Linked DNA regions of Rattus norvegicus: region 2 is linked to region 1. A link is a contact called in public Hi-C data. All regions are on one chromosome and are shown on one strand. The core of a region is the stretch at or near the end of the contact, and the rest is flanking DNA. Distances in the headings are between cores, read along the strand shown.

What was found. Hi-C and Micro-C count contacts between places; a contact is called where the count stands out from the background.
Region 2: a Hi-C map of the A7r5 cell line shows a contact between it and region 1, with 2.5 times the contacts expected there. The contact joins the enhancer-like site here to the promoter of Trim56 in region 1. A contact is called at or near these places in 11 of 12 Hi-C or Micro-C datasets (the A7r5 cell line, the Rat2 cell line, Schwann cells and 6 more).

Annotation. Positions count from the first base shown.
Region 1 is chr12:25,188,323-25,196,293 of GRCr8, reverse strand. It overlaps Trim56 (tripartite motif containing 56), which reads right to left and starts at 2,986. Exons shown (of 3, transcript NM_001399685.1): 1 at 2,912-2,986; 2 at 1,407-1,535; 3 at 1-1,269. The coding sequence starts at 1,268. LOC120095911 (a long non-coding RNA gene) reads left to right here and starts at 3,068. Exons shown (of 3, transcript XR_010056732.1): 1 at 3,068-3,476.
Region 2 is chr12:25,291,666-25,299,636 of GRCr8, reverse strand. No RefSeq gene overlaps it. Among named protein-coding and RNA genes, the nearest start is that of Mogat3, 11 kb to the left of the region's middle. Within about 2 kb of position 5,011, at least 8 of the 93 cell types and tissues checked have an H3K27ac peak or open chromatin away from gene starts, as enhancers often do. A contact at or near this core is called in the A7r5 cell line, where this site is marked.

The sequences.
Region 1 (7,971 bases), core at 1,737-4,236:
GGGGGGTTCTGGGCTTTGCCTTCCTTGGGAATCAGGGGCTGGGCTCCGCCCTGCTTCCCTGTCTTAGTTCTGTCATCCCCTTGGCTTTGAGCTTCATCTCCACCTTGGGTGCCAGCTCCAACCTTCCCACCGTCCTTCTGGGATTGCCTTGGCTCCTCAAAGGAGAGTCGGAGCAAGTGGCAGTTCTTGTCCTCGAGCCCAGGGTGGAGCTCCAGCTGGGGCAGCACGCAGCGGGTGGGCCCAGATGTCCAGGGAGTGTCTTGAAGCTGGCGCAGGCGCTGTGTGATCGCTCCCTCCAGCGAAAGGATCTCCGCCTCCAGACCCAGGCTGAGCACCCGACGGGCAAAGGCAGCAGCCGCCTTGGCCACCTGCTCCTGGCTCTCTATCTTGGTCAGCCTCTCCCTCGTAGCCTCCTCAGCAGCCTCCACGAGGGCCCGGAGTTGTCCCAACACCTCCTGCTTCTGGGCCAGCAGGGATTTGAGGATTCGTTCGGCCGCCTCCTCCACCTGAGTCCCCACACTGGCTGCCTGCTCTCGGAGCAAGGCCAGTGCTTCCTTTTCTGCCACCCGAGTGGCTTCTAGCTCCAGCAGATTACTGTCCACACCCGCCAATAACTCCTCAAGGCCTGGCTTCCTGGAACGCACTGCTTCCGCCAGGGGCAGGCAGGGGTGATCAATATGGGGACCCAGGCGGCAGTCCTTGCAGAGCAACTGAGAACAAGGCTGACACAGGAAGCAGAGGGTTTCCCCGGGGTGCTGGGGACACTGGGATGCCTGGCGCTCTCGAGCTTCTTCATCGTACCACCCGGCTCGATAACCCACCAGGTCGACTACACGGTGCTTGTGGGTCTGTCGGGAGCAGCGGTGCCCGTCAGCACAGGCCTGGCATAAGTCATCTGCGCAGTCCAGGCACCTGGCTGTCGCGGGTCCCCCCGAGCTCTTGCCCCCCACCAGAGGGCACAGAGCGCAGGTTGGCTTCCCTGAATGGCTGTCCCCGGCAGCTCTGGCCTTGACAAGATCCAAGAGCCCATTGACAAAGAAGTTGGTCTTGAAGGCGGCCACACCTTCCGGGGGGACAGGCACAGTCTCCCGACACTCGGGGCAGCGGACCTGGCCACCGATGTCCAGTTGGGCCAGACAGTCCTGGCAGTAGGTATGTAGACATGGCAGAGTCTTGGGCGTGTGTAACTGCTCCAGGCAGATTTTACAGGCTAGGAAATCGCTGCTCAGTGCCTCCAGCAGGGTTGGGGAAGAGACTTTGGAGGTCATACTGTAAGGGAAGGGGCAGAGGTCAGAGGTCAGAGGTCACCGGGCCATGCCCCTAGCTTGTTTCTTCCCCTCTCCCGCTCCCCACAAACACACTTCACCCTGGTCCCTCCCCTCCCCTTTCCTGGTGTCCGCACTCGCCTGGATGTCTGGTAAGTTCTGGCTTGCGTTGTGAGAGGCACTGGGTACTAAGGGAAGGCCTTCTTTCTTCCAGTCTGTCTCCTTCACTCACGGATCATAAACACGCGAACACGGTAGGAAGTGCTGAGCCTATGGGGAAAATGAGACCAGGGAGCCCCCAGGCCTCAGAGATGGAGTAATCTAATTAGTAACATACCAGGATGGGCCAAAGGTAGGTATAGCCCAGGCCCTTCCCAGCTCATGTAGCCCAGGCTGGCTTCAAGCTGCCAAGTAGCCCAGGATGACCCCGACTTTCTGAACTTCCTGCCTCTGCTCCCGGAGGCCTGGGATTACAGGTGTGTGACAGAACACCCAGTTTATGTAGCACTGGGGAAGGAACCTGGAGTTTCTTGCATGCTAGGCAAGTTCTCTACCAAGTCAGCCACACCCCTAGGGTCTAGGTCCAAGCTTGTGCTTCCCCTGCCTCAGTTTCCCGAGTGCTCACATTACAGGCAAGGTCCACCACGTTCATCTTGGTCATGGGGTCCTGTTATGAGTGGGTACTGGGGCTCAAAGGGGCAGCCAGGAAGGACACCTAGGTCAGGTGCATGACAGCACCCCGCTTTTCCATGTCGGACGGCGTCCCGCAGTCTTTTGTCTGTCCATCTGTCTGAGAAGGTGTCCTGGGAAGGAGGGAGGGGAGCCTACTTCCTGCCCCAACTAGTTTTGAAAGTAATCACTGATCAGGATGAAGGATGGGGGGGGGGGGCTCATTTCCTTCCTTTTGCTAGACTTTGGGGTCATGAAGATCTGGCCTGACTGACTCCTGGAGCCCTCTGATTTTAACATTCCCTACCAAATGCATTCTGGAGTTGTTTGGAGGAAAGGTACTACTAGTCCCCAGCACTGTGGCGACTTAATAAGGAGAGTTGGTGGAATCCTAGCACTCAGGAGCCTGACACGGGCTAGCCTGGGTTACAAAGTGAGCTTCAGGACAGCCTGGGGCTACAACAGTGAGTTCTGGCTGAGCCTGCCCTACAGAGAGACTTTTCTTTTAAAAAGGGAGAGAGGGGGTTGGAGAGAGAGAGAGAGAGGAAGAGGGAGAGGGAGGGTGAGGGTGAGGGTGAGGGTGAGGGGGGGAGGGGGAGGGAGAGGGAGAGGGAGAGGGAGAGGGAGAGGGAGAGGGAGAGGGAGAGGGAGAGGGAGAGGGAGAGGGAGAGGGAGAGAGAGAGAGATTTACTTTTCCCCCAGTGTAGGGAGAGAAAACTCGGAGTGGGGGTGGGGGTGCGGCTGCCTACACTCAGGGAGTGTAGGATTCCGGACTCAAGGTGGGAGGTTGAGGGATAGGCCTGGCCCCAAGCTTGTCCTCTTAAGCTTTCCAGGTCCCCTCTGCCCTCTCCCCCCTCCCTTCCTTTCCCTCTCCCGGGCTTTCTCACTTCCCTCCCCTTTCCTCTCTCCCCTCCCCCAAGCCTCGTCTTTCTGGGTTCTGGCTCTTACCCCTACCCGCCTCCCCCGGCTTCCCTTACCCAGACACAGCAGATCTTGGATTCTCCCAGCGGGACCCGGGGAGCCCCGAAAACCCGCTGCCGCTGCCTCCGGCAGTTGGCTACCAGCAAGAGAAACAAAACTGAAAGTAATCGTACTGTGGTGGTGTGTAACTTCCGTCCCCGGCCCGGGACAGCTACTCTGGGGCGCAAGCCCCGCCTTCCTCCCCACCCCACCCTGGAACCCTCCCTCCCCTCTGGCCCCGGCTGTAAGGCCAGACCCGCCTCCAGCAGGAAAGTCTGGGGGCCACAGGGCAGGGCGTCAGTGTATTCACAGTGTTGCAAACAAGACAAGAATCTGTTCTCTGAGCATGTTTATCGGGTCAGGGTGTTTATGTGTGGCAAGGAATGACAGGTGGGTGATTGGCCAGTGGGCGAGGCTACTGGAGGATCCTTTGCTAACCGTTGAAGCTGTGAGCCCCAGATAAGAACATCTCGTCTAGGGGTTAGCGCAGTCTTCCTGCAGGAGGCTCTATCTAGAGATGTGTTTGAGGAGGTCTCACAGCTTTGCGGTTTTCCCGGAACAAGAACTTTCTGAGAGCAACAGGTGTGTGGGGGACGGAGGAAGGAGATCTGAAATCCTCAGTCTGGGGTGGTGGGGTACAGCTGTAATTCCTGCGCTGGGGAGCTGGAGGAAGACCAGAGAGGTTCCATGCTAGCTAGCCTCAGATACTTAGCGAGTTTAAGGCCCGTGGGAGCTACTGAATCCCGTCTGTCAAAAAGAATCACAGGGGACGTTGTGAACTGTGGCAGACAGGACATGGTAAAGGGAGGAACTGACTACATTGTTGGGTGCCACAGACTAGGTAGTCAATCAAAATGAGGACAGGAAGCCATTCAGGTGCTGCCTGACTTAACATGGTTCCCCTTGGCAATCTGTCTACCTCTCTCTTTTTTTTTTTTCTCCCAAGTTTCTGCAACATGAAGGCGTAAAAGCGATACATTAAGTAAAAACTGTGTTTTTGGCCCTTTTCTTATGTGTTTATTTAGACAAAGTCTCCTTATGCAGCTTAGGCTAGCTTCAAATTCAAGATCCTTCTGTCGCAGCCTCTTGAGTGTTGGTGTTACAGGTGCGTGCCACCACCCACATCTTTTGAATTTTTTGGCCTAGGGAAAAAAATTACTACTCTAAGGGGAAGGCCTGAAGAAGCCAGACAGCATAGAAAGACAAGGTCACATGGGGGCGGATTCATCCCATATGCTCACACTGGTAGAAGGCTTGCCTGGCATGCACAAAGCCCTGGATTCCACCCACAACACCCAATAAACTAAGTGTAACCCCAGCACTTGGGAGGCAGTGGCTGGAAGATCAGGAGTTCAAGGTCATCCTCAATATATAGCAAGTTCCAGCCAGTCTGAGATACGTGAGACCCTGTCTCAAACAAACAAACAAAAGGATGTGGGCTTCTTAGCACCGGACAACAAGAGCCCCTCACTCAGACCTGGTTAAAGTCTCTTGCCAGCTGAAAAGCAAAGGACTCCAGCAGAGTTAAAACCTTTGCTGTGAAGGTTGCCAGCTTGAGGTATTTCAAATGACAGCATTAAAATAGCTGTGAGGCAATAGGGCTCAGTGAATAAAGGGGCTTGCCACCAAACCTGAGGATCCCGGAGTTCAATTCCCAGAACTCCCATAGTTGTTCTCTGACCTCCACACCTAGCCCATGGGACTTGTGTGCCCACACACATTAATAATCAAGTTAAACTTTTAAAACACGTTAAGGTAGCAATGAACCGGGCTTGAGGCTTAAAAAGACAGGATCCAGTACATTCTGCTCTCCCAGTCTGACTGTGATTTTCAGGGGCCAGAGAAGACCCTTGTATTGTAAACTGGCTTAATCCCTTGTGCGAGTCTTGTGAGCCATAGCTTTACCTTGTCAGTTTGTCTACCCCAGCACCCCCTTTCCAGGCAACCCAGCAATTCCATTTACTGATAAAGGGTGAAGATATAGAAGGGGGTGTCCCTAAGAAGGCCCCCTTGGGTGGATCTGCCGGACGCTGCTCAGAGAGGGAGCACACCCTGAACAGGAGTTCCTTATCAGACTCGCTGCCCCTGCCCCTTCTTTTTTTTTTTTTTTTAAGATTTATTTATTTATTTATTTATTTATTTATTTATTTATTTATTTATTTATTTATTTTATATATGTGAGTACATTGTAGTTGTCTTCAGACACACCAGAAGAGGGCATCAGGTCTTATTACAGATGGTTGTGAGCCACCATGTGGTTGCTGGGAATTGAACTCATGACCTCTGGAAGAGCAGTCGGGTGCTCTTAACCGCTGAGCCATCTCTCCAGCCCCCTAGCTTTTTCTTTTCTGTTCTTTCCTTTCCTTCTTTATCTCCTTCTCTTTCCCTCCTTTCCCTCTCCCTTCCCTCCTCCTTCTTCTCCCTTCGCCCTCTTACCTTTCTCATTCCTGTCCTTCCCCGACAGTCTTTACATAGCCCAGGCCAACATACAATTCAGTTTATTATCCAGGCTTGAGCTCGGAAGCCTCCCGTTTCAGACTCCCAAGGCTCTGGCATTACAGTCAGGCAACACCATCTGGGCTTAATTTGGGTTTAATTTGCCCTTACTTTTAGTTTCTTGAGTTGAGAGCTCAAAAAACTAAAAAGCTCAAGGTAATGGGCTTCAGAGGACAACTTACAGAAGTCTCCTATGGGTTTCTCTCCTTCCACCACATGGGTTCCAGGAATCGAACTCAGGTCTCCAGGCTTAGTGGCAAGCCCCTTAATCCACTGAGCCATCTCATCCTCCCTCTTTGTTCTTTTCTGAAATACACTTTTGACCTGGAAGCCTTACTCTTTCTTCCTGCAGTCTGTGCTATTAAGTGTTCATGCTCTAGCTCTCTAAGGACAGACTTTTTTAAAAAAATTAGCAAAAAACACCATTTACTGGTTTATGTTTTTTTGAGACAGGCTCTCCAGGAGCCCAGGCTGACCTCAAATTCACTGTATAGTAGAGGTTGGCCTCAAACTCCCGATCTTCCTGTCTCCAGCCTCTGGAGTGCGGGGTTACAAGTGTGCAAGACTGCTCTTGGCCCTACTTACACGTTTCTGTGGTATAAGTGTTCCTACCCTGGATGGAGGGTTTGAAGATGTCAGTGTGAAGTTGGAAAACATGAATTTGGGGAGAGACGCACAGAACTTCCCACGAGCTGATGCAAACCCACCCAAGCACAGCTTTCGGTCAGTTTTTCTATTTAAAGATATTTCTTAGTCAAGGTCTTTATTTTGTGTGTGTATATGAGTGTGTCCCTGCATGTGTGTGGAGATCGGAGGACGAAATGCACAAATTGACTCTCTTCCCAGGGGCCCGGATGCAGGTCGCCAGTCTTGGCAGTGAGTTTCTTTACTTCTCAGCCTTGGCCCTGTATTTTTAATTTTCATTAAAATTAGGAATATTTTCTAATTTACTTACTATCTTTTTTTCATCTACAGGTTATTAGAAGTATGTGTTTAGATTTTGTAGTATGTATGTGCTGTGTGTGTTGTGTGTGTTTGAGAGAGAGAAAGAGAGAGAGAGAGAGAGAGAGAGAGAGAGAGAGAGAGAGAGAGAGCGAGCCTGTGAGAGAGCGCCTGGGAAACGGGAGGGTAGATGTCTGTGAGTTCAAGGTTAGCCTGGTCTACATACACAGCTAGTTTCAGGGCAGCCAGGGCTACACAAAGAAACCCTCACATGTGTATATGTGTATAATGCATGTATATACATATATTATATACACTATACATACACATATATATGTATACACATGTACACACACATATATCGAGCCTATATAGTCTCTTGTCTCTTGGGGCAGAGACCACTGGAATAGGTCAGATTTGCCCATCTGTCACAGAGAACTGTTTGCAACTATTTTTAGGACGGGGATCTTATATAGCCTAGGCTGGCTTCACTGTTTCTATGTAGCCAAAGGTGACCTTGAACTTGGGCTCTTCTGCCTCCCCTGTCAAGGGCTGGGATTACAGGAGAACATGTGTGTTACCGCACCTGACTTACTGTTTTTCTCGGTGGTAAACGTAACTTACTGGACCATAAAGACAAGCCTTGTTATAAAAATGTTTCTAAGTTGGGTGTGTTTGCACTGACCTTCAATCCCAGCATTCAGTCCGATCTCGGTGAGTGCCAGGTCATCCTGGCCTACACAGTGAGTTCCAGGAGAGTCAGGGATATGTAGAGAGACCCTATCTCATAACAACCAGCCAACCAACCAAACAAGCCTTAAGAGAGCCTCAAGCCCTGTGCTCTTCAGGGCTTAAGAGATGGCTCAGCGGTTAAGAGCACTGGCTGCTCTTCCAGAGGACCTGAGTTCAATTCCCAGCAACCACATGGAGGCTCACAACCGTCTAATGAGATGAGATCTGGTGCCCTCTTATGGCCTGCAGGTGTACATGCAGATAGAGCACTCATATAAAAATGTTCTTCAAGGAGAAGGAATGTATTTTCAAAGAAACAATGTTTTTCTCCATCCCCTGTCTGATCTTGATAAAGATATTTCATTTTAGTTAAAAAAAAATGTGTCTGGGGAGAGAGCTCAGTTGGCCAATGCTTGCTGAGTAAGGGTGAGTGTGAGCCTCAGCGCCCGTGTGACTGGCACGTGTTACATCAGTGCTGGGAGGCGGGGCCTGGGGTCACACTGGTACATTCCAGGCCAGTGAGAGACCTTGCCACACAGTGAGGCAAGGTGGTGGTGGCACACACCTTTAATCCTGGCACTCCACAGACAGAGGCAGGCAGGTCTCTGTGAGTTTGAGGCCACCCTGGTCTATAGAGCAAGTTCCAGGACAGCCAGGGCTACACAGAGAAACTCTGACTTTGAAAACAATAAACCAAACCAAAGTTGACCGATAGTTAAAGTTTGACTTCCACATAACTCCCCTTGTCCACCCTCCACCAAACACCATCAAACCAGGAGTGGTGATCCTTACCTGCAATCCCAGGCAGAGGCTGGAAGATCAGGAGTTCAAGGTCATCCTCAGCTATGTAGTGGATTTGAGGCTAGCCTGGGCTAAGGGAGAGCAAGACACTGGGGCTCACCCACTG
Region 2 (7,971 bases), core at 3,762-6,261, 100 kb before region 1:
TTGCTTCTTCTCTAAACAAGGTCAGAGGCTTAGCTAAGCTGGCAGGCTCCCGAAGCCTTTTAATCCCAGCACATGGGAGGCAGAGGCAGGCGGATCTCTGTGAGTTCAAAGCCAGCTTGGTCCTCAGAATGAGTTCCAGGACAGCCAGGGCTACACAGTGAAACCCTGTCTCGAAAACCCAGACCAAACCAACAAATAAGAACTGGTGGGCTCCAGAACAGAGCTGAGGAGGGACCCTGTGTGGAAGGGTAGCTTTGAAGGGTGAACAGGATCTAAGAACAGGAGAAGCGAGGATGGATGCTTTAACACTGTGAGCAAAAAACTAAACTTGGGGTCTGCCCTCCCTGGTGTGAACTTGGGGTCTGCCCTCCCTGGTGTGCATGTCCACTTGGGAGGTTGAGGCAGAAGATCATGGATCCAACAGTGAGATTGCAGATGGAGACAGGAGACTCCATGAAAATTCATAGGTCACCTATCCTGGTATTTGCAATGGTGAATGAGAGATTTCCCTCTCAGACAAGGGGGCGGGGCAGTCTGTGTGCGCCACATTCTCCTACATGTCACTGGTGCACAAAGACTTTCAGTCTTTGTCCTTATCAAAACAGGAGAAAATACATGCCCGGGTAAATCTGGCCAAGAACCAAGAGTTTCGGGGAGCTTGTAGACCCCAAGCGTGAACCTACTATATTACATTCCCGAAGGGACATACTGTCAAACTGCCCTCTCAGATTGTATCTGCAAACATATAGATGAGTGTGGCTCCCAGCCAGACCTTATCAGAAAAGCTCCTTTGTGTGCTGGACAATGGCTAACACAGAAACGGAACTAATCGAAGTGTAGAGAACAAGCCCTCAGTCTACAGGTGCCATCTAAGAAGAGGGGGACAGAAAGATTCTAAGAGTCACAGGTCCAGTGGTTGGGGATTTAGCTCAGTGGTAGAGCGCTTGCCTAGCAACCACAAGGCCCTGGGTTCGGTCCCCAGCTCCGAAAAAAAGAAAAAAAAAAAAAAGAGTCACAGGTCCAGGCAGACTAGAGTGAAGCAGTGTCTTCTGGACTTGACAGGATGCTGCTGCACTCAGGAGCTCACTCCAGTGGGGCTGTCATAGTTGAAGGGAGAAGCGGTTTCTTTAAGAACATCGACCCTGGGGGTTGGGGATTTAGCTCAGTGGTAGAGCGCTTGCCTAGCAAGCGCAAGGCCCTGGGTTCGGTCCCCAGCTCTGAAAAAAAGAAAAGAAAAAAAAAGAAAAAAGAAAAAAGAAAAAAGAACGTCGACCCTGGTAGGTGAACTTACTTCAGTGGATGGGTCCACAGCAATTAGTATGGGGATCCCACACATAGGAATTGAGAGAGAGAGAGAGAGAGAGAGAGAGAGAGAGAGAGAGAGAGAGAGAACAGGAAGTTCAGAGAATGAGGGGTACATTATGGATGGAGGCCAGGTAAAATATAATTGAATCTCTTTGTATGCATGGTAAGATTTCCCCCAAAATTAATAAAAACATTATATTAAAAGAAGATATAAGGGCTTAAACTAGAGATGGAAACAGAATTAGAGTTGGAGGGAGTTCACGGCCATTCCCTTCCTCTCTCCTCCCTTCCCATCCCTCCCTGACCTCTCCCCTCCCCTCCTCGTCCTCTCTCCTCCTCTCTCCTTCCCTCCTTCCCATCCCTCCCCTCCCTCCCCTCCCTTTCTCTCTCCTCCTTTCCCCTCTCTTCCCTCCACTTCTCTTCCCTTCCTTTTCCAGAGCCCAATATCTCAGAGTTCAAGGCTGTTGTGGGTCTCCCCCTCAACAAATAGAGAACAGGATCCCCCATCCTTGCAGTCTGGAAGACTAACAAAGAAATGTACTTGAACTCAGCTTCTTGGCTCTTCTCAGGGACCATTTCTCTCCCTGCCATCCTCGGAGTGGCCACCAGAGGGTGATCTCTTTTCAAAAGGCAATTCTTTTTTTTTTTTTTTTTTTTTGGTTCTTTTTTTTTGGAGCTGGGGACCGAACCCAGGGCCTTGCGCTTCCTAGGCAAGCGCTCTACCACTGAGCTAAATCCCCAACCCCTCAAAAGGCAATTCTGTCTGTTCCTTTCCAGTTTAAAACCTCCCGACTCACCAGGGGAGGGTTCATTCCCGGCTTCCAGAGTTCTGGGATCAAAGGCGCTCACCACCACACCCAGCCCTGTGTGTTTGGATTGTTCGGTTTCTACTTTTAAGACAGGCTCTCGGGGAAGCCCTTGGTCCTGCTAAGACTGAATCCCCAGTGAACGTGGTTGTTGGGGGGAGGGCGGCAATGGGGGGAGGATGGGGAGGGGAACACCCATAAAGAAGGGGAGGGGGAGGGGTTAGGGGGATGTTGGCCCGGAAACCGGGAAAGGGAATAACACTCGAAATGTAAATAAGAAATACTCAAGTTAATAAAAAAAATTAATTAAAAAAAAAAAAAAAGACAGGCTCTCACTTTGTAGTTCAGGCTAGTTTTGAATTTGCACATGTCCTGCCTCAGCTTCCTGAGCGTTCAGATTACATCTGAGAGCTAATATCCCTATGGAGTTCACAGAGCAGGAGGTCTCTCAGCCCTGGATTTTGCTAGAGACCAGCTTCCTATCTGGAGAAGAACTTCTCAGTGCAATTCACTATCCATTTCCAGACTGTCTTCCCAAGCCTGCAATCTGCCAGGCCTTAAAGATCCCCAACACCTGCCTGGCGGTGCTGGCACACAGCTATGATTCCAGCACTCAGGACAGAAAGGCAGACAGGTCTCTGAGTTCAAGGCCACCCTGGTCTACAGAGTTCCAGGGCATCCAGTTCTACACAGAGAAACTCTGTCTCAGTCAACACACACACACACACACACACACACACACACACACACACACACACAATCTCCATACCCCTCTGTGTTGTTTGCAAACACCCCTTTATCCAAAGTTGGGTAACAAGTATCAGTGCAAACACTGTATTACATTGTAATGCATTAAACAGGTCTCCATCTGAAAGTAATGGGTAGGGCTGGGTAAAGCAGAACACATCGGTCATCTCAACACTAGGAAGGCCTGAGTTCAAGGGAACTCAGCACTAGGAAGATACTGAGTTCAAGACCAGCCAGGGCTCATAGTGAAACCTCATCTTGTTTAATATGTCTCTCTATATAGTTGTTTAATATATATTATATATGTATATATGTTGTTTAATATATGTCATACATGTCATTTTATATATATATATATATATATATATATATATATATATATATAAAACAAAAAGTCTGACTTGTACTCACTCCATGGAGCAAGTCATTCATTTGAGAAAGGTATTTTAAAGTTCTATATTATTGATTTTGGGTGTGTATGGGTCTGTGCACATGAATGCAGGTACCCAGAGAGGCCAGAAAAGAGTGTCCGAGCCTCTGGAACTAGAGTGTAAGTGCGTGTGGATGCTGAGGACCAAACTTAGGTCCCCTGTAAGAGCGGCTCTCAAGGACCAAGCTGTCCACCCAGCCCTGATTTGAAGGTGAGAAGGGAACACTTCATCATTGAGCCCGCAAGCCTTGACAAGAAAGCATGGCTCACTCAGTGCCTTTACAGCAAAGGAAGACGCATCTTCCATCAGACAGGTCAGCTCATCTATAACAGAAGCTGGCTCAAGGCTTTACAAATGTGAATGTGAGGGTTGGTGTAGTGGCGAGCAGGTTTAATCCTAGTACTGGCTCCCAAGGCAGGGGTAGACGGATCTCTGTGGGTTCAAGGCCATCCAGGTCTACACGGCAAGTTCCAGGCCAATCAGGGCTACACAGTGAGACCCTGTCTCAAAAAAACCAACAATAAAGGGGATGAGGAGATGGCTCAGTGGTTAGAGCTGTTTGCTTCTCAGTCTGATGACTGAATTCAATCCCCAGAGCCCGTATGACAGAAGAAGAGAACTGAATCCTGGAAGTTGTTTTCTGATTCCCACATAGACACTGTGAAGGTGCTCACACACACACACACACACACACACACACACACACACACACGGGAGTGGGGAGAGAGAGAGAGAGAGAGAGAGAGGAGAAAAATTCCAAAACATATTTCTAAAAGCTAAGCATGTAAGCTGAGAGGTGGTGGCATACATCTTTAATCCTAGCACTGGAGAACACTAGCAGAGCCAGGCAGATCTCTGAGTTCAAGGCCTGCCTGGTCTACATAGCGAGTTCCAGGACAGCCAGGGCTATATAGAGAAGAAACAAACAAATGCCTTAACAAACAAACAAATATCCAAATTCATGCCAGTCATTTTCTCGTGTTGATGCGAACGACCAGTAATGAGTACACGGGGGCGGAGGTGACATCAGCAGGACCCTGTCCTAAGAGTTCACCGGCAAGGCTGATGGCTCTTCCGTCTCCTCTGACTCACGAAGCTCCCACGGGTGTTCCTAGAAGCGGACAATCCTGCCCACGGAAGAAATAAGAGTGGCTTCCGTTATGGCTGAATTATGATGAGCTGTAATGAGACTCGGGGTTGAAGAATAGCGGCTCCAATTGGCTCAGGATAATTCCTCCCATTACCTGAGCCCGTGTGCCAGAAATACTGCACCAAGTCCTTTCTATGCATCATCTCATTCAGCCCTTACTGGAAGCGAGGTGTTAGGTCCTCTTTATAGAAAAAGGGACATCGTGATTCACCAGCGAGCCTGACATCAGTGATCCATTGCCTTCTGCGCCATCCAGACCATTCCTCTAAGTGCTGTCTCTCTGAGTCAGGCGCTTAGGCATTCTTTGGCTCTGTGACTGTGCACCGGTTGCTGCTTAACCCTTTTGTCTCTGGTCCCCCCCCCGCCCCCTCTTTTCTCCAAGACAGGGTTTCTCTGTGTAGCCCTGGCTGTCCTGGAACTCTCTCTGTAGACCAGGCTGGCCTTGAACTTAGAGACCCACCTGCCTCTGCCTCTGACGTTAAAGATGAGCTCCACCACCACCCAGCTCTTCTACCCTCTTAAGGGTGAGCTCATTGTAAGGGTTATGAGGGCCCCGGGGGATGCTGGGAGTTATAGCTCAGTGGCTAGGCTGCTTGCCTAGAAAGCAGCAGGTCCTGGATTCCATCTCCAGTGCCATGTAATCTAAACGGTACACGATGGTTCGTGTCCCAGCACTGGGGAGGTAGAAACAGGAGGCCCAGGAGTTGAAACTCACCCTCAGTTACATAAAGACCCAGAGGCCAACCTGGGCTACACGAGACCCTGTTTTTCTTTTTAAGCATATGAGGGTGTCATGATGGGTACTTGGTGGGCACTTGCATCCGCAAGATGGAAAAAGAGAACCAACTCCTAAAAGTATCTTCTGGGTTCCACGTGTGTGCCGTGCCCACAGGTGCCCCATTCATAATTAGGCAAAGGTAATGTTTTAAATTACTGGACTTTAATTCTGTGTTTGGTTGGTTGGTTTTGACTTTTTGAGACAGGGTTTTCTCTGTGTAGCCCTGGCTATCCTGGAACTTGCTTTTTATATCAGGATGGTCTCAAACTTGGGAGTCCATATGCCTCTGCCTCCCGAGTGCTGGGATTAAAAGCATGAAAGTATTGTGTTTTATGTGTATGGGTGTTTTTACCTGCATGTTTATCTGAGGCCAAAAGAGGGCATCAGATCCTGTAGAACTGACTTAACAGTTGTGAGCTGCTGTTGGGTGCTCAGAATCAAACCCAGTTCCTCTGGAAGAGCAGCCAGTGCTCTTAACCATTGGGCCATCTTTCCAGTCCCATCAAATGTAATTAAAACAAACAAAATGTAAGCAAGAGCTGGTGTGACACTGAATGTCTGTCATCCCAGCCTTTGGGGAGATGAGGCAAGCTCAAGGCAAGCCTGGTCTACAGAGCAGAAGCCCGTCTCCATTAAAAGAAAAAAGAAAGCAAGGCAAAACAAAACCGAGTTTCTAATTTTTTTATTTTTATGTATGTGCATATATGTGTCTATGTGAGTGTGTGTGCACGCCTGTGTGGACTCACAGAGGCCAGAAGAGGCTGCCAGGTCCCTTGGAACTGGAGTTATAGGCATTTGCAGGATTCCCTGATTATTACAGGGAGGCAGAGACTTGAACTCTGGCCCTCCAGATTGTGCAGCAAGCACTCTTAACCCCTGACATCTCTCCAGTCCCTGCTGATTTGCTTTTGAGACAGGGTCTCCTGTAGCCCAGGTTGACCTCAAACTCCCTACATATCTGGATTGTCCTGTCTTCATCCATGGACTGCTAGAGCTATGGTTGTGTTACCACACTGTGGTATATTTATGTGTTTGTCTGTTTTGTATTTTCAAGAAAGGGTCTCACTGGGTAGCTCTGACTGCCCTGGAACAACTCACTTTTTAGACCAGGCTGGCCTCAAACTCAGATCTGCTCGTCTGCCTCCCAAGTGCTGGGATTAAAGGCATTCGTCACTAAGTTCCCTCTGGAGATCAGAATCCAGAGTTTGGGATTTGGATGTGAAAAGGCTCCCTTGAGCTCATCTGTTTCAATAGGTGATCACCAGCTGGTGGTGCTGTTTGAAAGGTTTCAAAACTATTAGGAGGTAGCCACTCACTGGCCTATGTGGTAACTGAGGGTACCTTTTAAGGTTTTATAACCTGGCCCCATATCTTGTTCCCTTTCTGCCTCCTGAATGTGGACGCACTATAGCCAGTGGCCTCACACTCGTTTGACCATGATCACTCCAAACTGCAAGCCAGAGTGAGTCTTTCCTCCTTCAGTTGCTCCTTGTCAGGCCTTTGGTCATAACAATAGGAAGAGTAGCTAATACACCCTCTTCAAGGGTGTTTGTTCCCCCTAATGACCTAACATTCTTCCACTAGGCCATGCCTCCTAAAGCAGCACCACAGGCTAGCAACCAAGTATTTCTGATGCTAATGACAGTGGAATCTAGCTAGCCCAAGCCACAGACACTCCCAGAATTTACTTTCCCCATCAGTAAAACGTGTAAGCAATCTCACAGTGTTGGTCACTTTTCTCATTGCCACGACCAAATACCAGACTGAGGCAACTTAAGCGAGGAAGGGTTTCTGTTGGTTCACAGTTTCAAGGGATACAGCCAACATTCATCCTTCTGACCATAGAGGCAAGACCAGCTGCTTCAAGATTCTGAGGCTAAAATGTTGCCCCCATGATGGACTGTGCCTTCCAACTATGAGTCATAAGAAATCCTTCTATCCTTCTACTTGTCTGTCTCAGCCACTGTGTAGGTATCAGAGTACACCCCATCATGTCAGGGCTCCAAAACCAACAGCACCACCTGTTGGAGACCAAGTGTTCAATCACATAAGCCCGTGGGGGCATTTTACATCCACCATTATCACTGGCCGCCTACAGTGTTCTGAGAATTATTCCAGATCGCATTGAAAACACATCAGGTGGTGCTGTGATTCATAATGCATCATGGCCTCCAGGGGACCCTGGAACACAGGGCTGCTGAGTCAAAGGCCTCCTCTCCTCCCTCTCACAAAGTCTTGGTTCATCTTAAACTGCAGTAGCTTCTGGGGATGTCTCAGAGCCAGGGTGTTTGTCTACCATGCACAAGCTCCTGAGAGTCATTACTAATCACACACACACACACACACACACACACACACACCACAGAAGGAGGAGGGGAAGGAGGGGGAAGTGGAGGAGGAAATAGAGGAGGAAGAAAGGGAAAAGTAGTTCAAAGTGTAGCCCCCTAAATTTCATACTAATTAGCATGTCAAAAGCCATACCTGCTGTCATCTGTTTTGATGTTTATGGTGGGGCTTGGTGGCACTGGCACCAGGACTCATAAAGATCTACCTGCCTCTGCCTCTGCCCCGCCTCTGCCTCTGCCTCTGCCTCTGCCTCTGCCTCTGCCTCTGCCCCTGCCCCTGCCCCTGCCCCTGCCCCTGCCCCTGCCCCTGCCCCTGCCCCAGCCCCTGCCCCTGCCCCTGCCCCTGCCCCTGCCCCTGCCTCTGCCTCTGCCTCTGCCTCTGCCTCTGCCTCTGCCTCTGCCCCTGGCC